Regions from separate parts of the Sus scrofa genome. Here region 1 is linked to region 2. Evidence: chromatin contacts called from public HiChIP or PLAC-seq data. All regions are on one chromosome and are shown on one strand. Each heading gives the region's core, a stretch centred on a gene start, on an enhancer-like site or on the middle of the called end of the contact. The rest is flanking DNA. Distances are from core to core; before and after follow the strand shown. Region 1 overlaps BEND3 (BEN domain-containing protein 3). Region 2 holds the start of C1H6orf203.

Evidence for each region. HiChIP or PLAC-seq counts read pairs in DNA pulled down with a chosen protein or histone mark.
Region 1: a contact with region 2 is called in an H3K27ac HiChIP or PLAC-seq map of alveolar macrophages. The contact joins the enhancer-like site here to the promoter of C1H6orf203 in region 2. A contact is called at or near these places in 1 of 5 promoter capture datasets (liver), 12 of 47 Hi-C or Micro-C datasets (brain, fetal heart ventricle, fetal liver and 6 more) and 2 of 2 datasets of contacts at active chromatin or transcription factors (alveolar macrophages and skeletal muscle).

The regions. Positions count from the first base shown.
Region 1 is chr1:73,211,966-73,217,026 of Sscrofa11.1, reverse strand. All of the region lies in intron 2 of BEND3 (BEN domain-containing protein 3), which reads left to right. Among named protein-coding and RNA genes, the nearest start is that of BEND3, 10 kb to the left of the region's middle. Within about 2 kb of position 3,351, at least 21 of the 83 cell types and tissues checked have an H3K27ac peak or open chromatin away from gene starts, as enhancers often do. A contact at or near this core is called in alveolar macrophages, fetal liver, liver and 2 more, where this site is marked.
Region 2 is chr1:73,160,992-73,165,809 of Sscrofa11.1, reverse strand. C1H6orf203 reads right to left here and starts at 3,480. Exons shown (of 4, transcript XM_021090591.1): 1 at 3,376-3,480.

The DNA.
Region 1 (5,061 bases), core at 2,102-4,601, 51 kb before region 2:
CAACCCACTGAGCGAGGCCAGGGATCGAACCCGCAACCTCATGGTTCCTAGTTGTATTTGCTAACCACTGAGCCATGACAGGAACTCCAAGCCCTTTTAGTTTTTTGTTCTCTACTAACAGCCACCTGTCCTCTCCTCTTGTCTGATTTTCAGTTATCACTAGCCAATGGAACACAGTTGCATCCATATCTGTAAAGGCATTGATTTCTTAGTTGAATAAATCGCATATTGGTCTTTTCTGGTTTGCAGAGGGCTGTTGGTTTAACCATGGAGCTGGTAAATTGAAGGAGGGAGGCTTGGGGACATTAGGGGTTCATACCCAACTCTGCCCCAACTTTAATTAGCTCATGTGGTCACAAGACAACACACTTGTAAAAGTGGGAAGTAGAGAGGAAGCTCTGCTTATACCTCCTAGGAAAATTAGTCACCAATGTCCACTCAGTCACATGGGTGACTGCTGGGATCTGCTGGCCCTCCTTTTCTCCTTGACCCCAGCTTCTGGATGCCAAGGTTAAAATTAAAAGCTGAGTCTGGCACCTCCTATCATTGATGTTTAAGCAGGTAGCCAATCCTTCCTGAGGCCAGGGAGGGCTTAATACGTAGAAGCCCTTAGCTGAGGAAGACATCACATAAAGTGACATTCAGGAAATTCAGTGTCTAAAGGGTGAGGTGCCACATTGCAGGCAGACAGGGCCGTGCAGTTGTCCTTCGATACATGCTGAAAGATGAGGTTGTACTCTGACTGAATAAGGAAAGCAGCGACAATTACAGCTTTAGAAAAACTTGGGGGAAAATTGCCCTGGTTTTGTGAGGACTGGTATTTTTCAAACTGCATTTGCAGATGTGTCTAAAAATAAAAACAAATTGCAAACATGTCCTGCAAGTCCCATGGGCAGGATGCCACTGCCAAGAGGGCCGGGTTCTGAGAGCCTCGAGGCTCCCAGCCATTCCTACAGACCCAGAGACTGAGCCCGGGCAGAGTGGATGGCATGGGAACATTCTTCCTGTCCTTAGGGAGAGCATTTTGATTTCACCCCTTCCAGCCGAATGTTTCTTTATTCTTTCATTTGAAAGAAATGTTAAAGTTTTGAACCATTTTATTTAATTTTACAGTTTTAAAAAAGATTCACCATTAAGATGCACTTTCAACATGCTTTTTTTTTCCTTTGGCTTTTTAGGACGGCACCCACGGCATATGGAGGTTCCCAGTCTAGGGGTTGAATCAGAGCTATAGTTGCCGGCCTAAACCACAGCCATAGCAACTCAGGATCCGAGCCAAGTTTTCAACCTCCAGCACAGCTCATGGCAAAGTTGGATCCTTAACCCACTGATTGAGGCCAGGGATTGAACCCTTGTCCTCATGGATACTAGTCAGGTTCATTAACCGCTGAGCCACGACGGGAACTCCTTTTTTTTTTTTTTTTTTTTTTAAAGGAGACTTTTTTTTTTTGGTCTTTTCTGGGGCTGCATCCGCAGCATATGGAGGTTCCCAGGCTAGATGTCGAATCGGAGTTATAGCCGCCAGTCTATACCACAGCCACAGCAACGCCAGATCCTTAACCCACTGAGCAAGGCCAGGGATCGAACCCACAACCTCATGGTTCCTAGTTGGATTCATTAACCACTGAGCCACGACAGGAACTCCTTAAATTTTTTTTTTTTTTTTAAAGAAGGCTTTATCATAGAGAACATTTACTGAGTGCTGTGTGCCAGGCACTTTTTCCTTTGTAGTTTTCACCAAGCCCTTAGGAGGTGAGGCAGTGTCATGCAGCTCCTTTAACCTGAAGAAAACACCAAGGCTTGGGCTGGTAAGCCACTTGCCCAGGGATTGATAGAACCCACATCTGTCTGCCCCTAAAGTTGAGTAGGGAATTCCATTTTCTTTCAGGTCAGCTGCACTGGTCCCTGCCTTGGTGATCCCAAGGCCCACCAGCCTGATGACTTTCTCCTGCCTCTGAGCCCACCCTACAGCCTACAAAGGTGTGCTCAGCAGGGAAAGGAGGAAGCAAAGCTGGCAGTCATGCCACCTTCAGGCCCAACTCTTCTCAGAAGGCTGGAACGAAGCCATCACCCCAAGCCCACCGCCTCTTTCCTTGCCTCTGCTCTCTGCAGCACCTCCTCTTCCCCTCGAGGCATAGCCTGCTGGCCCCCCTGCTTCTCTGTTTGCAGAGTAAGGGCTCGTGTGAGGGTTGCTCAGGCGAACATGTAAAACACTGAGACCTGGGAGCCAGCGCTACATGAATGGTAGCTGCTGTCCTCCTGTTCTATGTTGAAGTTTTAAAAATCAGTAAGACCAGTGCTGGGGAGGTTTCATGAAGTCAGACCATGTGACTTGGCAGGATGAAGTAAGGTTTAGTTAGGTCTTAATTAAACTGTTTAAATCTTTGCCTATGTTTTATTAACATCTTTAAATAGACTGGGGAGTTCCCGTCGTGGTGCAATGGTTAACGAATCCGACTAGGAACCATGAGGTTGCGGGTTCGATCCCTGTCCTTGCTCAGTGAGTTAAGCCTTGCTGTGAGCTGTGGTGTAGGTTGCAGACATGGCTCAGATCCCACGTCGCTGTGGCTCTGGCCTAGGCTGGTGGCTACAGCTCCAATTAGACCCCTAGCCTGGGAACCTCCATATGCCGCGGGAGCGGCCCAAGAAATGGCAAAAAGACAAAAATAAAATAAAATAAAATGGACTGGGCCTGTTCTCCCAGCTCTGCCTTTTGTAGGTGGCCTCCCTGCACAGCCTTTATCCCCAGGGTCCCAGGCTCCTGTCACGTTCCTATTCTGGGGCTCCCTTTACCCTGGAAATGGGAGTGGAGGTCCGGAGGATTTGCCCCAGAGAAGCCTGAGCTCAGGCTGCAGGGCCAGGCCCTGGGACTGAACCTCAGCACAGGGTGAGCCCTGAGTCCCGAGGATGTTTCCGATGTCGTGGGGCAGAATCCTGAGTCAGCTGGCGGGAGTTGCACGTCAAGGTTTCAGGAAGCCCAAGTACTTCCCATTTCTGGGCCTGCTGCTGGTCCTGTGTGACTTGGGCAGCCGCAGTCCTCCGCCAGTGCCTCTGATTAGCCTCAAGCTGCTCTCGCAGGAGCCTGGGGCTAGGCTCTCCTGAAAGAACTTGCTGCAAAGGCTCCCCCAGCACTCATAGCCCCTGTGGCCGGGACAAGAGGACACTTTGCTCTGGAAACCCTTGGAGCGCTTAGGGAAGAGACCCACCATCCTGTGCGGGTGGAAGGCTTTGCCAAGGGATGGCCAGGCCAGGTGCCCCCTGCTCGCCTGGCCGTGGTCTGGCATCCAGCTCCTAACAGGGACAGTTCCCCTGTCAGACTCTCGCGTGACTCCTTATCATGCACTTTAGCCGGTGACCTCAGAGCCCTCCTTCCTTTTTCTGTGGCCCAGCCACTCCTCAGCTCTCCAGACCTCCCCTCCCCTCTGCTGCATCCTGCCTTTTCACCCTGGAGCTAGGCCCTGATTTGCCCACTTTGGTCCAGTTTGAGGATTTAGGGAAGGAGGGCTCTGGGTGCAGGTCAGAGCATCTCCCAGGGTGCTCAGAACCCAGAGACAGGGCTGCCTGTCATCCAGAATGCAGAGACTCGGCAGGCCCAGCCACGGGAATTGCAAAGCTACTCTCCAGCTAAATTCTTTTCCCCAGCAGACTCTAAGTGAACTGGCTTCAGCATGCAGCTTAGATCCCTGATCCAAAAGACTTGGTCTGGGTCTCCGGCTTTGTTTTTTTTCCTCCCATGAAATGTGGCTTATTTTAAAAAACCCTCGAAGGATCAGACAACACATTGATGAAGCCTACAATGCACCCATCAGGAAATGGCATTTCCTTAGTGTTCAAAGCTGATCTTTTCACCTTTTTGTTCACACCTGGGCTTGTGAGCTGAGACTTACTGATCTCCCCTCCCCGTATAATACTGAGGAGATTTTTACACGTTCAGAGGCAGAAATGAAAGGTCTGGGCTAGTTTGTCAGTTGTTAAATTGTTTCTTAGAGTGTCAGTATTTTAAGTACTTCAGTGATTTGATTTTTACATTCTTAGCTTGTGGTTCTTTGTGGGTATAACCTGGCTAGGCAGTAAAGATTGCGAAGATGCTTATTTTTTCATTTTTGAAAATTTCTCATTTTTAAAGAATTGCATGCTCCCTCTAGCATATGTGGAAAGTAGAGGAAACTATAAAGAAAAAAGTCATCCATAATCCTCCTAACTGGAGGTAATTAACATTTTGACGTATTTTCTTCATCTGCTTTATGGCATTTTTATATTACATTGTTGAGATACCTCAGTGACGTCTGAAGTATGTTATTATTGACTGGGTGGCCCTGTAATGAACAATTGATTTTGAATCTTTACGCATAATTTAATGCTCGGCTTTTTCTGTCAATAGAGGTTTTGAAGTCCTGTGTTGAGGAAAATGTGTGGAAGTTGACTTCCCGACTTTCTGTCATGGAAATAACCATTGTGATCAAAGGTGATCTCCATCCAGGTCACATTGAGTTTGTTGTCCCTTCCATTTTCTCTGCAGCTTTTTGTGGACGTATCAGTAATTAATAACAGCTGATGGGTGCAGAGGGCCTACTGCAGGATTTCCACCCTCAGCCTGACCCTTGAGTTCCTGCCTGTGCTTAACCTGAGATCAACTCGAAGTAAAAAGACCCCATGGCCCAGGTTCTTTGCTCTTCTGGTCTTGGCTCATTTCGTGTTGTAATTTTAAAGTGCTTGGGGCTCTGTAAATGACGGAAAGATTTGGTTATAGGTCTTTAGAAGCTGAAAGTGATGAGGAAGATCACGCTATGCCCTTTTAAAACATCGACAGGGTTATTTCCGAAGCAAAATCTTTCTTGGAGTTTCCGTTGTGGCGCATCAGAAATGAATCCGAGTAGGAACCATGAGGTTGCGGGTTTGGTCCCTGCACTTGCTCAGTGGGTTAAGGATCCGGCGTTGCCATGAGCTGTGGTGTAGGTTGCAGACGTGGCTCGGATCTGGTGTTGCTGTGGCTGTGGTGTAGGCTGGCAGCTATAGCTCCGATTCGACATCTAGTCTGGGGACCTCCATATGCCGCAGGTT
Region 2 (4,818 bases), core at 2,231-4,730:
TCAACCAGATCAGGAGTGGTGCTGCGGTTCCTTCTATTTCTTTCGAAAAAAGCATTATACTACCAAAGGGGAAAAAAAAGTTTCTGTCCTCTGAGCAAGGCCTCGCCCTCATCTAGGCTCCACACATGATCCACCCTCCCCTGCCCACAGTCACCAGGCCCCTTTTCAAACTCACCCTGCACAATGCTCCGTGTCTTCTGTACCATCCCTAGCTCTCAAACTAAGAGCAGGAACTGTGGCCCATTCCTCACCCCACCCCCAATCTGCTGATCACATATAAAAACCAGAGAGTACTTGCAGATTCACCTTCTAGAAATGAGGGCATCCTATCCATTGCCACATCCATGCCCTCGCTCACTTACCTGCTTATGCCAAGTGGCCAGCTAAGCCCGGATATAAAACACATAGTCCTTGTCCTCATGAACTACCATTTAAGTGGAACGTGGGCAATAAACCCAGCCGTCAGAAAACAAAAGTGAAAGCTGAGTTCCAGAGGAGGCTAGACCCTGCCCAGGCTGGAGCCCAGAGCAAGGACGCCTGAGCAGTTCTGATAGCAACAGCGGCCTGAAACTGAGCTTTGGGGAAACACCATATTATAGTAATTTTTTGCTTTCTAATGGCCTGTTTCCATCAGCAAGCTGTTATTTCTTATTTCGAATAAACCAACCTAATCAACATTCTCCTAACCCCACCCCCACCCCAGCTACCTTTATTCTGCTCCTCTTTACAACAAAACTCAAAATGCTGTCTGTATTTTCCTCAATGCCTCTCATTTTCTAAATCCAAAAGGTCATGTTAGTCCTCGTCTTATCTGATTTCTCAGCAGCACAGGAAACGACTCACCACTCCCGCTTCTTCCAGGACAGCTCCCTCTTGGTTTTCCTACCTCACCCGCTGCTGCTTTTCAAGCCTCCTTTGCTGCCTCCTTCTCCTCCCTGACATCTTAATATTGGAGAATCCCAGAGCTTAGCCTCTGGTCCTCCTCTACATTCACTTCATCCAGCTCAGCTCCATCAGTCAGTTCTGCTAATTACGTATCAAGACACCAGATATTTCCATGGCTTTAAATACCACCCTAATCCATATCCCCATTCCAGACCTGCCTCCCAAATCCCAGACCTGTATACCTGAGGACAAGAGATAATACAGCAAGTCTGACAGTGTGATCCTTAGACAGGTCTGCCTGCCAGGCTGGCCCTTGCCTGGTATCTGGGAACTTGGATTTCTGGAGGGTTCTTGCCATTCCCAGAACCAACATGAGTGACTTACTGTACCTAAACTGCCCGCACAATTTGATTTATGCTGAATACCTGCTTTCCTTCTGGGAGTCTGGGATTTTGGAACATTCTAGGTACAAGGTGCCTGTGTGGTTAAATTCCAATCAATATCATAAGCATTGGGTCTCTAATGAGCTTTCCTGACAGACCAACATTTCACTTCTTGTCACAATTCTTGCTGGAAGAATGAAGCATGTCCTTTGTGCTCCACTGGGAGGGGACACTTGGAAGACTGCACCCGGTTCACTCCAGACTTTGTCCCATGCATCTTCTCCCTTACATATTGTGCTTTGCATCTTTTTGCTGTAATCAGTCATGGCCATGACCCACAGCTGAGTTCTGTTGAGTCTTCCTAGTGAAATCAATGAACCAAGGGGCAGTCTTGGAGACACGGATACAATATCCAAGTGGCTATTCAACATCTCCATCTGAGTGCATAACAGGCACCTCAAACTTAATTTGTCCAAAAACAAACTCCTGATACATCCCAACCCAAACCTGCTCTACCTGCAGCCTTCCCCATCTCAGTTAATTGTAACTCTACCTTCCTAGTTCCCGAGGGCAAAAGCTTCCGGTCACTCTTGACTCTTCTCTTTCCACCCAGATCCATTATATTAGGAAATGATGTTAGCTTATCTCCAAAACATGGCCATTATCCCATCACTTGTCACCATTTCCACTGCTACCAGATTCAGGCCCTCATCTATCACCAGCATTACTAAAAGGCCCCCTGCAGTCTATTCTCCATAGAACAGTCAAAGTGAGTCTTTTAATTTATAGTATGCCATTCCTTCCCTCAAAACCCTAAAAAAACACTTGGAAAAGCAAAATCCCTACCTTGGCCTACAGGCCCTGTGCAATCTGGCCCCTCATCACCTCCTGCCTCTCTTGCTCACACAGCTCCTTCCCAATGATCCTCAAAACAACAGGTACACTTCTGGGGATTCTTTGTTCCAACTTCGAGAGAACACTGTTAGCCCAGCTACCTGTGGATAACTCATCTTCACCTCCATAAAGTCTACTCATTCTAACTCCATTTAACAGGCATCTTGCCCTCCCAATTTCCCCTTACTCTGTTCTACTTTCTCTCACCACAGCACTTACTACCTGCTATCATATTATACACTTTATGGGAGTTTTGTTTTTTGATGTCTCTTCTACTAGAATATAACCTGTTTGCCTGTGTCAATCCCAAGTGCCCAGAACAGTGCTGGGCACGTGGTAAATGCTTCATTAAATACTGTGAAATCAAAGTACACCAGAAGAACCAGTGCACTGGGATGAAGAACAAAGATGGGCCTGGGTTGAAGGGCAAGAGGCTACATCTCCAAGGGGCTTCCAGATCAAAGTGTGGACTTGACCCAGAAAGCATGAGAGTTCTAGAAAGATTTTAAGTAGAGAAGTGATCCCATAGGAGTGCCTTTTAAAAGATTTCTTTGGTGGCAGCGTGAACCTAAAAGGGGATGGATGATCGTGGCAGGAAACCTGAACGAGGTTTCGAGATCTTCAAGACAGATATAAAATCTGTGAAATAAACGAAGGCTGTTTAAAAAAAAAAAAAAAAGTAATGAGTGGAGTGCGAAGGCAACGCTGTCCGTGACCTGCGGGACATGTGGAATCTCTCCACGTTCTTAAGCCTAACTACTCTGTGTGGCGAACCTGATCTAACTGCTTTTAGGTCAACTGCAACTAAAAATCCTGTCTTCTCCTAGAGACCTCGGAGAGTGACGAAATGCTGAGACAAGGTCGGGTTCCCCTTGCTCCCTCCCTACACCCCTCGGGCTGCGCACCTTCCCAGGTCCTCAAGGTCAAGGGAAACAGGACACCAGAGTCCTCGAGCTCACGGTCTGTGTCTGCAGCAAGCAGGTGCTGCCGGGCCCGGGGCAGATCGCCTCTGCCCACCGGGTTCCCACGGACCCTGCAGCCCCCGGAGCGGCCCGACCTGGCCAGGATAGGACGCGAGAGACTCACGCGGAGACCTGACACCGCAGGGAGAGGACAGGAGAACGCCACGCCCGTATTTGCCACGTGCGCGCGGTGAAGCAACAGAAGGGGGCGCGGGCCGGGGGCACTGCACGCCCGGCCGGGGCGCAGTTACCTGCACGTCACCGCCGCTCCTCCCACCCGGTCTCCCACCGAGGCCGAGACCGCCGGCCTCCAGGCCCCTCCCTGGCCTCGCCCCGCCCCTTCCGTCGGCGCCGGCGCAGTGAGAGCGGGCTGGGCGGGGCACTCGGGCGCGGCGTCGGCGGCGCAGCGACCTCTGCTGGAAGACGCGGCCGGGCGGACTGGGCCGGGAGGGCAGCCCCGAGGACAGACACGTCTCTGAGCCGAGCCGGAAGCCTGAGCCTGGTGGTTACACATGGTTGAAGAGAGCTTTATTTTTTTAAATTAGTTGACTTATTTTTCATTTAAGATAGTTGATGTATAACATTATATAAGTTACAGGTGTATAATATAGAGATTTGTAATTTTTAAAGGTGGTACTCCTCAGAGTTATTATAAAATATTTGCTATATTCTCCATATTGAACAATATTATCTTTGTAGCTTATTTTTTGTGCCTCTTAATCCCCTACCCTTAGAATGCCCCGCCCCTTCTCTCTCCCCAAAGGTAGCTACTAGTTTTTTGGCTATAGCTGAGCGTCTGTTTCTTTTTCGTTATATTCACTAGTTGTATTTTTTTAGATTCCACATATAAGTGATAACATCGAGTATTTGTCTTTCTCTGTCCAGCTTCCCGACCAACCCCTCCCCCGCCTCACCAACATTTTTTTGTGGTCTTTTTGCTGATAGCCCTTCTGAGAGGTCTGAGGTGATATCTCACTGTGGTTTTGATTTGCATTTCCCTGATGATTAGCGATGATGAGGATCTTTTCTTGTGCCTGTTTGTATCTTTATTTCCTCTTTTAAAAATTTCTATTCAGTTCTGTCTAATTTTTAATCTGGTTAGTGCTTGGTTTTTGTTTTCGTTTTTGTGTTGTCGAGTTTGGTGAGCTGTTTATGTCAGCTGGATATTAACCCCTTAGCAGTCATCATTTGCAATTTTTTTCTCCCATTTGGTAGGTTGTCTTTTCATTTTGTTGATGGTTTCCTTTGCTGTGAAAAAGCTTTTCAGTTTAATTGGATCCTTTTTGTTTATTTTTGCTTTTAATTTCCTTTGTTTCAGAGAAGGATCCAAAAAATTTTTGCTATGATTTATGTTGAAGAGTGTTCTGCCCATGTTTTCTTCTAGGAATTTTATGGTATCTGGTCTTACATTTAGGGCTTTAATCCATTTTGAGTGTATTTTTGTATGTGGTCTTAGAAAATGTTCTAATTTCATTATTTTACATGTAGTTGTCCAATCTTCCCAGCACCACTCAGTGAAGAGACTTTTTCTCCATTGTATATTCTTGCTTCCTTTGTCATAGATTAGTTGACCATTGGTGCATGGGTTTATTTTTGGCACAAGAGCTTATTTTAATGCTGTGGGCCTTGGATTTTTCTGTGATCACCAACCTCTGTGAACATCTTTGAGTTATAGATATTGTCTCCAGAAAAAT